2 separate regions of the Mus musculus genome follow, and region 1 is linked to region 2. A link is a contact called in public promoter capture Hi-C data. All regions are on one chromosome and are shown on one strand. Each heading gives the region's core, a stretch centred on a gene start, on an enhancer-like site or on the middle of the called end of the contact. The rest is flanking DNA. Distances are from core to core; before and after follow the strand shown.

Region 1 (5,236 bases), core at 716-3,215, 2.6 Mb before region 2:
TCTCTAGATCAAGTTGGCCTCAAACTAAGAGATTCACCAGCCTTCTCTTCTCACAAGTTGTCCTCTGATCTTCACACATATGCTGATCCTGGCACATACAATAAATAAATAAATGTAACAAAATAATTTTAAAGGGTAAGAAGAATTTGTAAGGGGTAAAAATAACATTCAAAATAACTGGCAGGAATAATAAACGATATTGGGACAAATTTTGACCATTTAGATAAATGAGGTAAAATTAAATATGTTGAAATAATAAGTGAATTAAAAGTGAATTTATTATTATCATCTTTAAAGCTTTGAGATGGTATCAGAGGCACCACACAACAGACACTCAAGTAAGATCTAAGTTCAAGTACTAGACCTGACATCTACTGGTATGGAAATCTTAAGCAAATTAATTTTTAAAATATAACTTGGGGCTGGAGAAATGGCTCAGCGGTTAAGAGCACTGACTGCTCTTCCAGAGGTCCTGAGTTCAATTCTCAGCAACCACATGGTGGCTCACAACCATCTGTAATGAGATATGATGTCTTCTGGTGTGTCTGAAGACAGCTACAGTGTCCTCATTTAAATAAATCTTTTAAAAAAAAAAAAAACTCGATTAACGGGGTGTGAATGGTGCATTCCTGTGATCCCTGAATAAGCAGGCTGAGGTGAGTAGGTGATGAATTTGAGATGTGCTGTGCTACACAGTAAATAATATAAATATTCTGTAGCTGAAAAAGTTACTTAATTATAAAAATTAAGAATTAGAATTTAAGTGAATACACATCTTAGCTCACTTTAAGGGCACCAGAACACATCAGAAAGCTAGCCTGGTATATGGTGTATAAAAACCATAGCATCTCTGAAGAGGCACAAGCCTGTAATGATGACAGAAGAAAAAGTAGGTCAGAGATGTACTTTAAGATCCTAAAAACTACTTCTAAACGGCATAGAATATCTTTATAGTTGTTTAGTATATATTTCTCTTTCTTTCTCAGAAAGCAAGGGCTTCCTACATTAAGCACTGTCCTCTACTTAGTGTATTCTCTAAAACATGGTAAATATTAAGCACCTACATGTCACTGAGACTCTTAACTACATTACATTAAGCTCTGCGGTCACGGTAAGTTCCTTACTTGATCCATTTAAGTGACATTCTAAATGGAATTCCTAGGACAGGTATTAGTACGGGACTAGCTGAACTTAAAGCTTCATCTTCTTCGCCGTTCTGTGATCCCACATCATCATGAACAAAGAAAGTGACCCTGAAATCCTTGGTGACATGCTATTCCACCAACGTTTCAAGGACCCGGGAACTGTAGTTTTCAAATCCTGACTTAACAACCAGCCCGAAAATATCTTAAAATGCCAACGCTTTTGTGAGAGCTTTACACGGCACACTGAGGCAACTATCCCACACAAAATTATGACTGTGGGTCATCGTGTCCCTCCTTCCTCGTCCCAGAAGCACGCAGGACTCCCCCCATCCTCACGCCACAATTCCCCAACACTGGCAGAAAGGAACTTGACGGATCCTCACCTCAATCTCGTAGTCCTTCACAGGAAGGGGTGCTGCAGCCGCCGCCATGCTCAGGACCCCCACCATGATCTCTGCCTCCTAGAACCCGGGCTCCTAGGCCCTTCAGAGGTCCGGCCCAGCCTGGCTGGAGGCCATAGGGGCGGCAGGTCCAGTGGGAGCGAGCTGCGAGCCGGGGAGCCCGTCTCGGGTCTCGTAGAGACCACCGGCCGGACGCGAGTGAGAGGCTGGGCCCAGGGCCGCCGAGTCAGACTCAGACAGAGATGTACGGGAAGCCCGGGCTCAGGCCCCGAGGTGGCGGCGGGACAATACAAGGTGCCCCCGGGGCAGATTCTCCAGAATAAGCGCTCGAGCCCCACAGAACGCAGATCGGACTAGTGGGGCTTCGGCGGGAGTTCTGTCAATTGGGTTTTCCCGCCGTCCGGAGCGCAGGGGGCGGAGCCTACGACCGCTGTCGGAGGCTGCGCAGACGGTGAGCCGCGAAGGACAAACTACTTCCTTTGGCGAATCTGCGCGCGATTGTAGCAATTTTAGATTAGGAATCTAGTTGAATTTCAGAGATTCGCACTTCCATGTTAAAGTTTGACTTATTGAAGACGTGTTTTGTCTAAGATTACCTAATCATTTGGTGGCCGAATTAACTTAGACTTTAGCCGTTCTTTTTGTTTGTTTGTTTTTCAAGACAGAGTTTCTCTATGTAGCCCTGGCTGTCCTGGAACTCACTCTGTAGACCAGGCTGGCCTCCAAGTGCCGGGATTAAAGGCGTGTGCCACCACTACCCGGCGACTTTAGCTATTCTTAAAATTATATTTTTGAAGCCAGGAAGTGGTGGTGCACTTGGACGGCAGAGCAGCAGATATCTTTAAGTTTGAGGCCAGACTACGTAGAAAGTTCCATTTCAGCCGAGAGACTCTGTCGTTATATAGATAGATATGTAGATAGACTGACTGACAGAAAGACAGACAGACAGAAGATAAAAAGAGATAGAGGAGCCAGGCAACGGAGGCACACTCACACCATTAATTCCAGCACTCTGGAGTTAGCAGAAACAGGCAGACCAGCAGTTTGAGGCCAGCCTGGTATACAGAGAGAAATCCAGGACAGCCAAGGCTACACAGAGAAACCCTATCACGAAAAATCTAAAAAAGGAAGAAAAGAGGCAGCCAAAAGACACCTCATGTTGATCTCTGTACTCTGCATGTATGTATGTACATCTGCACTAACCCACAGGAACATATTATACACATCACACACACAAATATATTTTTTCTTGTTTGTTTGTTTGTTTGTTTGTTTGTTTTTGAGACAGGGTTTCTCTGTATAGCCCTGGCTGTCCTGGAACTCACTTTGTAGATCAAACTCAGAAATTCACCTGCCTCTGCCTCCCAAGTGCTGGGATTAAAGGCGTGCGCCACCACTGCCTGGTGTGTATATATTGGAGGCCAGAAGAGAACATGGAACTGGAATTACAGGCAGTTTTGAGCTACCATTGTGGATGCTGGAAACCAAACCAAGGTCTTCTGCAAGAGCAACAAAGCCCTTTACAACTGAGTCATCTCTCAGGCCTCAGAAAGCATGGGCTGGGCTACTGAGCTACACACCCAGCCCACAATTAACCATTATAAACAGTCTTTGTAAAACCCAGTCACAGTGGTTAAAGATTTAACTGCTGCTGGGGCAGTGGTGGCACATGCCTTAGTCCCAGCACTTGTGAGGCAGAGGCAGGTGGATTTCTGAGTTTGTGGCCAGCCTGGTCCACAGAGTGAGTTCCAGGACAGCCAGGGCTACACAGAGAAACCCTGTCTCAAAAAAAAAATCAAAACAAAAAACAAACAAACAAAAAAGAGCGTAGACTGCACCTGCAGAGGACCTGAGTCTGGTTGCCAGCACCTAAGTCAGGTAGGTCACAACAGTCCTTAGTTCCAGCTCCAGGAGATCTGATGCCGTGTTCTGGACTTCACAGGTATTCACTCACACACACCCACATACCCACAGACAGACACACAACTGCACACATAATTTAAAAATAAATAAAAATAAGAACAAGTAAGTGGACTGTCAATGTTGTTGGAGTGCCACAGAGGATCAGAGAGCTTGCAGCACAATCACGAAAACATCCCAGCCCCGTGGAACACACTGGGCATTGTGTGTATGGCTGGAATGCCAGCTCTGAGACCAGCAGAGATAGGAGGACAACGGGGCCCGGCCTCCAGCCTAACTGGGAAACCATGAGCCCAGGTTCATGGCTACTCACAACCATAGGTAACTTCAGGCCCAGGGGATCTGATGCCCTCTTTTGGCTTCCATAGGCACAAAAACTCTGAATGAATGGGGTACAGAAACATACATGCATGCAAAATATTCATATACATAGCACACATATATACACACACACATACATACACACACACACACACACATATACCAGGGGCTAATCGGATATAGTAGCACACACCTATAATCACAGCACTTAGGAAGTAGAGGTGAAAGGTCAGCAGTTCAAGATTATTCTTCACTGCACAGTATGTTTGAGGCCAGCCTCAGCCCCACGAAACTCTATCTCAAAAAACAAAAACAACTTAAAAAGCAAATAACAAAAAAAAAAAAAAAAACTGTCCCTGGAACCTCTGCACACCTGCTTTGCCTCAGTCAAAATTCTGTGCTTTAAACTTAAGGTTTCTGAGCTTCCATTGTACCTGATGCATTATGTTCCACATTTCCACTTAGTCTGTGCTGTCAGGGCTGGACTGTGAGAGCAAGCAGAGCGCCCCCTGCTGGTTTCGTTCTTAGTTGCTCTCTAAACATTTTGTGTCTGAGTGTGTGCTGTGTGTGCTTGTACACAGCCACATGATCCAGCCTTTCACGTAAGCACTTTGACATTTTAAAAGAGAAGCATAACTTAATCCCAGCACTAGAGAGGCAGAGGCAGGCGGATTTCTGAGTTCGAGGCCAGCCTGGTCTACAAAGTGAGTTCCAGGACAGCCAGAGCTATACAGAGAAACCCTGCCTGGGGGGGGGGGGGGGGGGAGGGGGGGGGAGCTATAACTTAGAGATGTTTACTTTTGGTGGTTGGTTTCCTGTTTATTTTTGTTCTTTTGAGACAGGGTCTATGTAGCCCTGGCTGTCCTGTAACTTGCTCTGTAGACCAGTCTAGATCTCTCCCAGCATCTGACTCCAGAGTGTGGGAATTAAAGGTGTGTGCTACCATGACCAGCTATTTAAATTCTCTTTTTTAAAGATTTTTTTTTTAATTTTTTTTTAAAGATTTATTTATTTATTATATGTAAGTACACTGTAGCTGTCCTCAGACACTCCAGAAGAGGGAGTCAGATCTCCTTACGGATGGTTGTGAGCCACCATGTGGTTGCTGGGATTTGAACTCCTTGACCTTCAGAAGAGCAGTCTTACCCACTGAGCCATCTCACCAGCCCCTTATTTTTTTTTTTTATGTGAGTACACTGTCACTTTCTTTAGACACACCAGAAGATGGCATTGCATCCAATTATAGATGGTTGTGAGTCACCATGTTGTTGCTGGGAATTGAACTCAAAACCTCTGAAAGAGCAGTCAGTGCTCTTAACTGCTGTGCCATCTCTCCAGTCACTATTTAAAATCTTTTGAAGAATTTTTTTGTTACTCTTTTGGGCCCTCAAAACAGGGTTTTTTTTTTTGTGTGTGTGTGTAGCCCTGACTATCTTAGAACTTACTCTG
Region 2 (5,557 bases), core at 1,706-4,205:
CAGCTTGGTCTATATAGTAAGATCCTGTCACAAAAAAAAAAAAAAAAAAAAAAAAAGACAGAAAGACAGACTACAGGACAAACACTCACCTGGCTATACAGCCAGCTGGGCAGTGCTGGTGCATACCTTTAATCCCAGAACTCAGGAGGCAGAGGCAGGTGAGTCAGAGTTCAAGGCCAGTCTGGTCTACAGAGTGAGTTTCTACAGCTAGGACCATATAGAAGAGACCTTGTCTTAAACTGCACACCCCCCCTCAAACAAAAGACCACTACCATATTTGTTCTTGTAAGAAGGCAAATGAGTCTGTACATTGCCCTGCAACATATTCCCCAGCTCTGGTGACTTACGGCCTGGGTATCTGAAGATCTTTCCTCCAGCCTATCAGAATGTAAGGCCCGATGTAAAGGTGGTGGGTTGGGAAGTGAACGTTTGTTAGCCAGGCCAGAGTTCTTGGGACCAAGGCAATGAGGAAGAGTAGGCAGAGGCAAAGTAAGGGGACAATCACCCTGTGATTGTGCACCCTGACTCCTGCCCTCTCCTGGATTCCCAAGGCAGGCAGGGGCACAGCACCTGGTAAGGTGACACAAGCTGCCACAGCAGCCACATTGTGTCCTTGCAACATAGTCACACCTGTCTCTGAGCACAGGCTCACCTCCTACCTCTATCACACTCCAAGTTAATAAACTACAAAACCACCATGACCCCACTCCATGATCTCACTCCATAGCCCTGGCTGGCCTGGGGATCTGCCTGCCTCTCTGTCTCTCAAGTGCTGGGTTTAAAGGCATGTGCTACCTACCATACCCAGACAATAACAGAGTTCTATCACAGTGACTCTGTGACTCTGGGCTATAATGGGATATATATGGACTATATTTTATCATATGCATGGGATATGAGAAGGTCAGGCATGCTTATGCTCTCTTGTCTGGGATGCTATAGGCCTAGATCAAGGATGCCATTGTCTGTCAGACCCAGTGTGGCACAGGGCACTCCTGACAAAGACCAACACTTGTACCTGGGGAATGGCTGCCACGTGGCAATCACTACACTACACACTAGGTGCTAAGGTGGGATAATGAGGAAGACTGTCAACGCTCTGCCCATCTGCTTAGTAATTTGCATTCTGCATCAGAGAGAGGAAAAGAAAAGAATCCTGAGGCAGGCCTGCCTCTGTCACATGAGGATGGGGGCTATGAGCTCAGTGGCCTAACATCTAACACACCCTGTTCCTCCCAGCACCGACTGGGTGTCCAGAGGCTGCAGCCAGCCAGTCACAGACTCTATCTGCTCCAGAACCAAGAATGTAGACTGGGAAATGCAAGGGTCCTCAAAATCCATTTCTGTTCCACCTGAGACCCAGAGTGAGCAAAGCATCATAGAATAAGCTGGAAACAAAGCTACTACCTGACCCTGGCTCCCCTGATGGGGCCTGCTAGGCTCCACAGACACACCGCTCATCCATTCAAGGCCAACCGGGGAAAGGGAGTCGTCATTTCCAGCTAACTAGGGGTATGGATGTCCATCTGTAAACGGATCTTCTAGGACCCTCCAAACCGTGACATATCCTAAGGAGGTCTCAGGGTCAGTCACCTACAAGGTGTCCCATGTTCATGACTCTGCAACTACCCACAACTCCCAGTACTCCAGTTTAGATCATGAGAATTACAGGACCATCATTCCTTGGGCTCACGGTCAGATCTTGGGATTTTAAGGGGTGACTACAAGTTATGGGCCTGCATATCAGCACTCCACACTCTCACCTAATCACATCTTCATTACCCAGAGTCCATAAGACCCCGAGACTGTATGGAGACACAGCTTCTTTTATAGAGGATGGGCAAAGGCCAGAACTTCCTGCCTCCAGCCAGCTGCTGAGTCCCATCAACGGCTGTGTCCTCCCAGAGAAGGGACCAGCCTGGTGAGTTGTTGCCCTCCCTTCACTTCCTCAGCAAGCCAAGGGGGCTTTCACAGCAGCTCAGACCGACTCACTCTGCTGGTTAGTAGGGAGGAAGCAGTGTGTAAGTCCAGTTCGCTCAGGAGTCAGCTGGACCAGGGGAGCATAAGCAACCTCACCGCTTTCTCCTATCCAATGAGCTAGAGACCAGGAGGGATCGGCGTCTAGACTGAACCAATACCTAGCACACCTTCTCCAACAGGCCTACCCGGAACAGGAAAAGCTGAGTCTAGATGTTCCCAGACACCAGCAGGCCTGGAGATGCTTCCGGGGAAGATGCCCATGCTTAGATTGTTCCTGAACACCGGGCCCTCTAAGCAGCCCCAGCCTTGGGAAGCAGGGGCGGGGAGTCTTAAGAGTAGCTGCCCCTGTCAGGTGCTCCCTAGGAGCTCGTATCCAGGCCCCTTGCCCTCCACCGCTCCGGCGGGCACGCGGGCCATGTGAGCAGCAGGTGCAAGACGCGGGGGTGGCAGGGATGACACAAACCATCCTAGCGCCCACCTCCCACAGCCTGCCGGCCTCCGCCACAGCCCTCCTGCCACACCAGGCTGGCGCTTCCGTCTGGATGCCGCGATGGAGGTGGGAGGCGGTTCCCTCCCGTTCACCGGCTCCAACGCACAGCGCCCCCCGCAGCCGGCCCTCCCGCCAAGGACGCCGCTCCGCAGTGGCCCCCGCCCCGCCCTCCGGCCCGGCACAGCGCTCCCGCCAGGCCTCGGCGCCCGCCCGGCGGCGGCCTGCGGCGCGGTCCCGCCCCCGACCCGATCCCGCCGCTTACCCGGAGCGCTGCAGTCCGCACACACCTCCGCTCGCGGCCCCTTCCGGGACATCCTCAGCGGCGACGCGGCCGCAGCCCTCTGGGCCAGCGTGGGGGGCGCGGGCGGCGGGCCCGGGCGGCGGCGGCGGCCCTGCGGCCCGGCCCGGCTCCCGCAAGGCCCCGGCGAGGCTCCGCGCGCGCGGCCAACCGTCCGCCCCCGGGGCTGGCCCGGAACCCGCCGTGCCCGCCCGCCCGCTCGCCCTCGGGCGCCCTCCGCCCCGCGCCGCCCCGCGCCGCCCCGCGCCGCCCCGCCGCCGCTCGCCGCTCTCCCCGCCCCCTGCGCGGCCCAGGCCGCTCCTGCAGGAAGCAGTGAAAGCCCTGCCCACCGGGGGAGGGGCGGCCCGCACCCCGCCCCGGCGCTCCGCTCAGCTCCGTGGCTGAGCCTCTCGGAGAAAGGAAGCCTGCGCGCAGGCGGGAGTGGACGGGGGTTCTTAAAGGAGCCGCGGCCCGCGCCCGCCTGGTCTGCAACCGAGACACACGCTAGCACTTTGACCTTCACTTTCCGATTGGGGAGTGGTCCAGGGGACGCTCGGCCCAAAAACCGAGAGACGGACGTGGTGGGGATCGGGGTGGACAGGAAGCATTCCCAGGCACAATGCTCCTAGCGGTCAGAGGCTGGGTTGGGGTGAGGTGTGTGTTCTGGTCCCCTGTGTCCAAGTCAGTGTGTCCAGGTGGGTCTGTGGCCATATCCCTGCGGTGTACACTCACTACCACCAATATGGACGGCCAGGTGCCCGAGAGGTCACTTAACTGTGACTCCCTCTCTGTGGGACTAAAAATACATCATTCTTGTTTCAAATAGGAAAGCAAAGAATCTGGGTGATTATTAAGAGTGTTGTGTGCACCAGTAATAACTTGCTATCTGTTTCGTGTACATCAACGATGTTTCCGGGCTGCCCGACGGGTGTGTATGTATCCTAAGCATATGCTTATAACAGGAGCCAATTTTTGTAAGGATTTTTTTTTTCTTGGACTTCTCATGGAGACGGGGGTGGGGGGAGCAAGGAACTAAAGTGCATGTTGCACGTGGGTGCACCCCACACTGAGCATGCTCCCCCATACACGTGTGACCCGTTTGTGCCCAGCCCCCACCCCTACAGCCGCAAAAGGGCTGTCAGAGAACTCAGCTTATGGAGAGGGCAAAAGCACACAACACCAGGTTGGGGGGGGGGGGGTGAGGGGCGGCGGCGCGCTCGTAGGGGAAGGGGCAGGTCAGCGGTGGCAGAGTTAAGGGAGATTCCTGGGTGTTAGGGATTCCTGCTCAGTAATAAAACGGAGGTTTGAGGGGAGTCCTTGGTTAGGGGTGTCTGAGTGGGTCTATTTCTCCCAGCAATGCCAGAGCAGCAGTGACTTGTGGGTGGGCAGGCTCCTTCCCTAGGGGGAGACAAGTAATGCTTATGAGTCACACCACCCAAAATACACGCAAAGTTCCATCGCCTTTTGCTGCAACCCAGATTGACAAGTTTGTTTGAAATTGTGATCCACAGGATATATTTATAATCTCACCTTAAAAAAAAATCTTGCAGACACCCCCCACCCCCAACCAGTAGCTCAGCAGGTGGGGCTTCTGCCAGCAAAGGGTGGTGGTCATGCCACACCATGCTGCACTCATACCCAAGAGTCTGTAGGCTTGGTGGCCGCAGCAATGGAGGTGGGAAGCAGTCTAGCAGCTGAAACTGGGCGCGCAGCCCAGGAGCAGTGGCCGCCCGTTCACCCCGGATCGACCCCCAGCTATGGAATTTCATTTATTAAATGTCGAGGCAGCTGCTGGCAGCCCCGTCGCTTGGCTGCCTTTGTTTCTTCGCTGTGTGGGCGCGTCTGGAGCACGTGGCAGCCAGGGCGTTGAGACCAAAGGGAAAGCGACCTGGGCTTCGTGTGATAGCCGGCCATCTGGCAAAAGGGCAACCTAGCCTCTAAATGCATGCTGGCCTCTCTCCTTTCTTGGAATACAGGGCGTGCAGAGGAAGAATGATTCACGTCCCCCCACCCCGGCCACCCTATCTCCCTATTGGCTCAGGGACTGCCTGGGAGGGACCCTGGCTCACACAGTCCAAACTTTGTTGCAGAACCCCCAACCTCACCACAGCCAAGCTTTAGAGCTTGAAGATGGGGGAAGAAGGGTTTCTGGCTTCCCCGAAGATGTCATCATCCCAGGAACTGAACAGCTCAAATGGAATCATACACAAGGTTTTGAAAACGATTTAATGAGGAATTGTACAGGCATTCTCGCGGCCTCTCCTAGTTGCCCCTCCTTTCTCTAGCCCCCTCCTCAACTCGGGCTGCAATCACGACACTCTGCTGACCCCTGGCGGTGGAGGTGGGCTGCGGCTCTGGGCTGCAGAGACGCCTACCGGCTCCTCCCAGGCTGCAGAAAGGGGCGAGGCAGTCTACTCAGTCCTCCCGGGCCTGGCACCACTGGGTGTGCAGGAAGCAGGAGAGAAGAACACACAAAGAAACCCAAGAAGGGCGCAAGGAGTTTGCAAGCTTTTGCTGTCGCTTCCCACACAAACACTCTCTAGATTGTTGTTCTAAATCGGGTTGGCCAGGAATTCCTTATTTCTGCCTTGAGGTGGGCTCGAGGAAGGCAACATGTTCGCTCCTACCACCTGTCTCAGGCTGGTTGAAGGAGAGAGGGGCCGTTTTCAGGCAGTTCATACCCTTAGCTCATCCCATGAGGTAGTATCTGATCCCAGTTTAGAGGTGAGTGGGCCGAGAAACTCTGAAGGATAAGCAATTTGTTTAAGATCAAGCAATTGTTACGGTATTTAAATACAACTCTCTTGACA

The links. Promoter capture Hi-C pulls out the DNA fragments that hold promoters and counts their contacts.
Region 1: a contact with region 2 is called in a promoter capture Hi-C map of liver, with 4 times the contacts expected there. The contact joins the promoter of Atad5 here to the promoter of Git1 in region 2. A contact is called at or near these places in 1 of 39 promoter capture datasets (liver) and 1 of 9 other capture datasets (liver).

Annotation. Positions count from the first base shown.
Region 1 is chr11:80,086,129-80,091,364 of GRCm38.p6, reverse strand. It overlaps Atad5 (ATPase family, AAA domain containing 5), which reads right to left and starts at 1,965. Exons shown (of 23, transcript NM_001029856.2): 1 at 1,529-1,965. The coding sequence starts at 1,594.
Region 2 is chr11:77,490,810-77,496,366 of GRCm38.p6, reverse strand. It overlaps Git1 (GIT ArfGAP 1), which reads right to left and starts at 2,955. Exons shown (of 20, transcript NM_001004144.1): 1 at 2,733-2,955. The coding sequence starts at 2,784.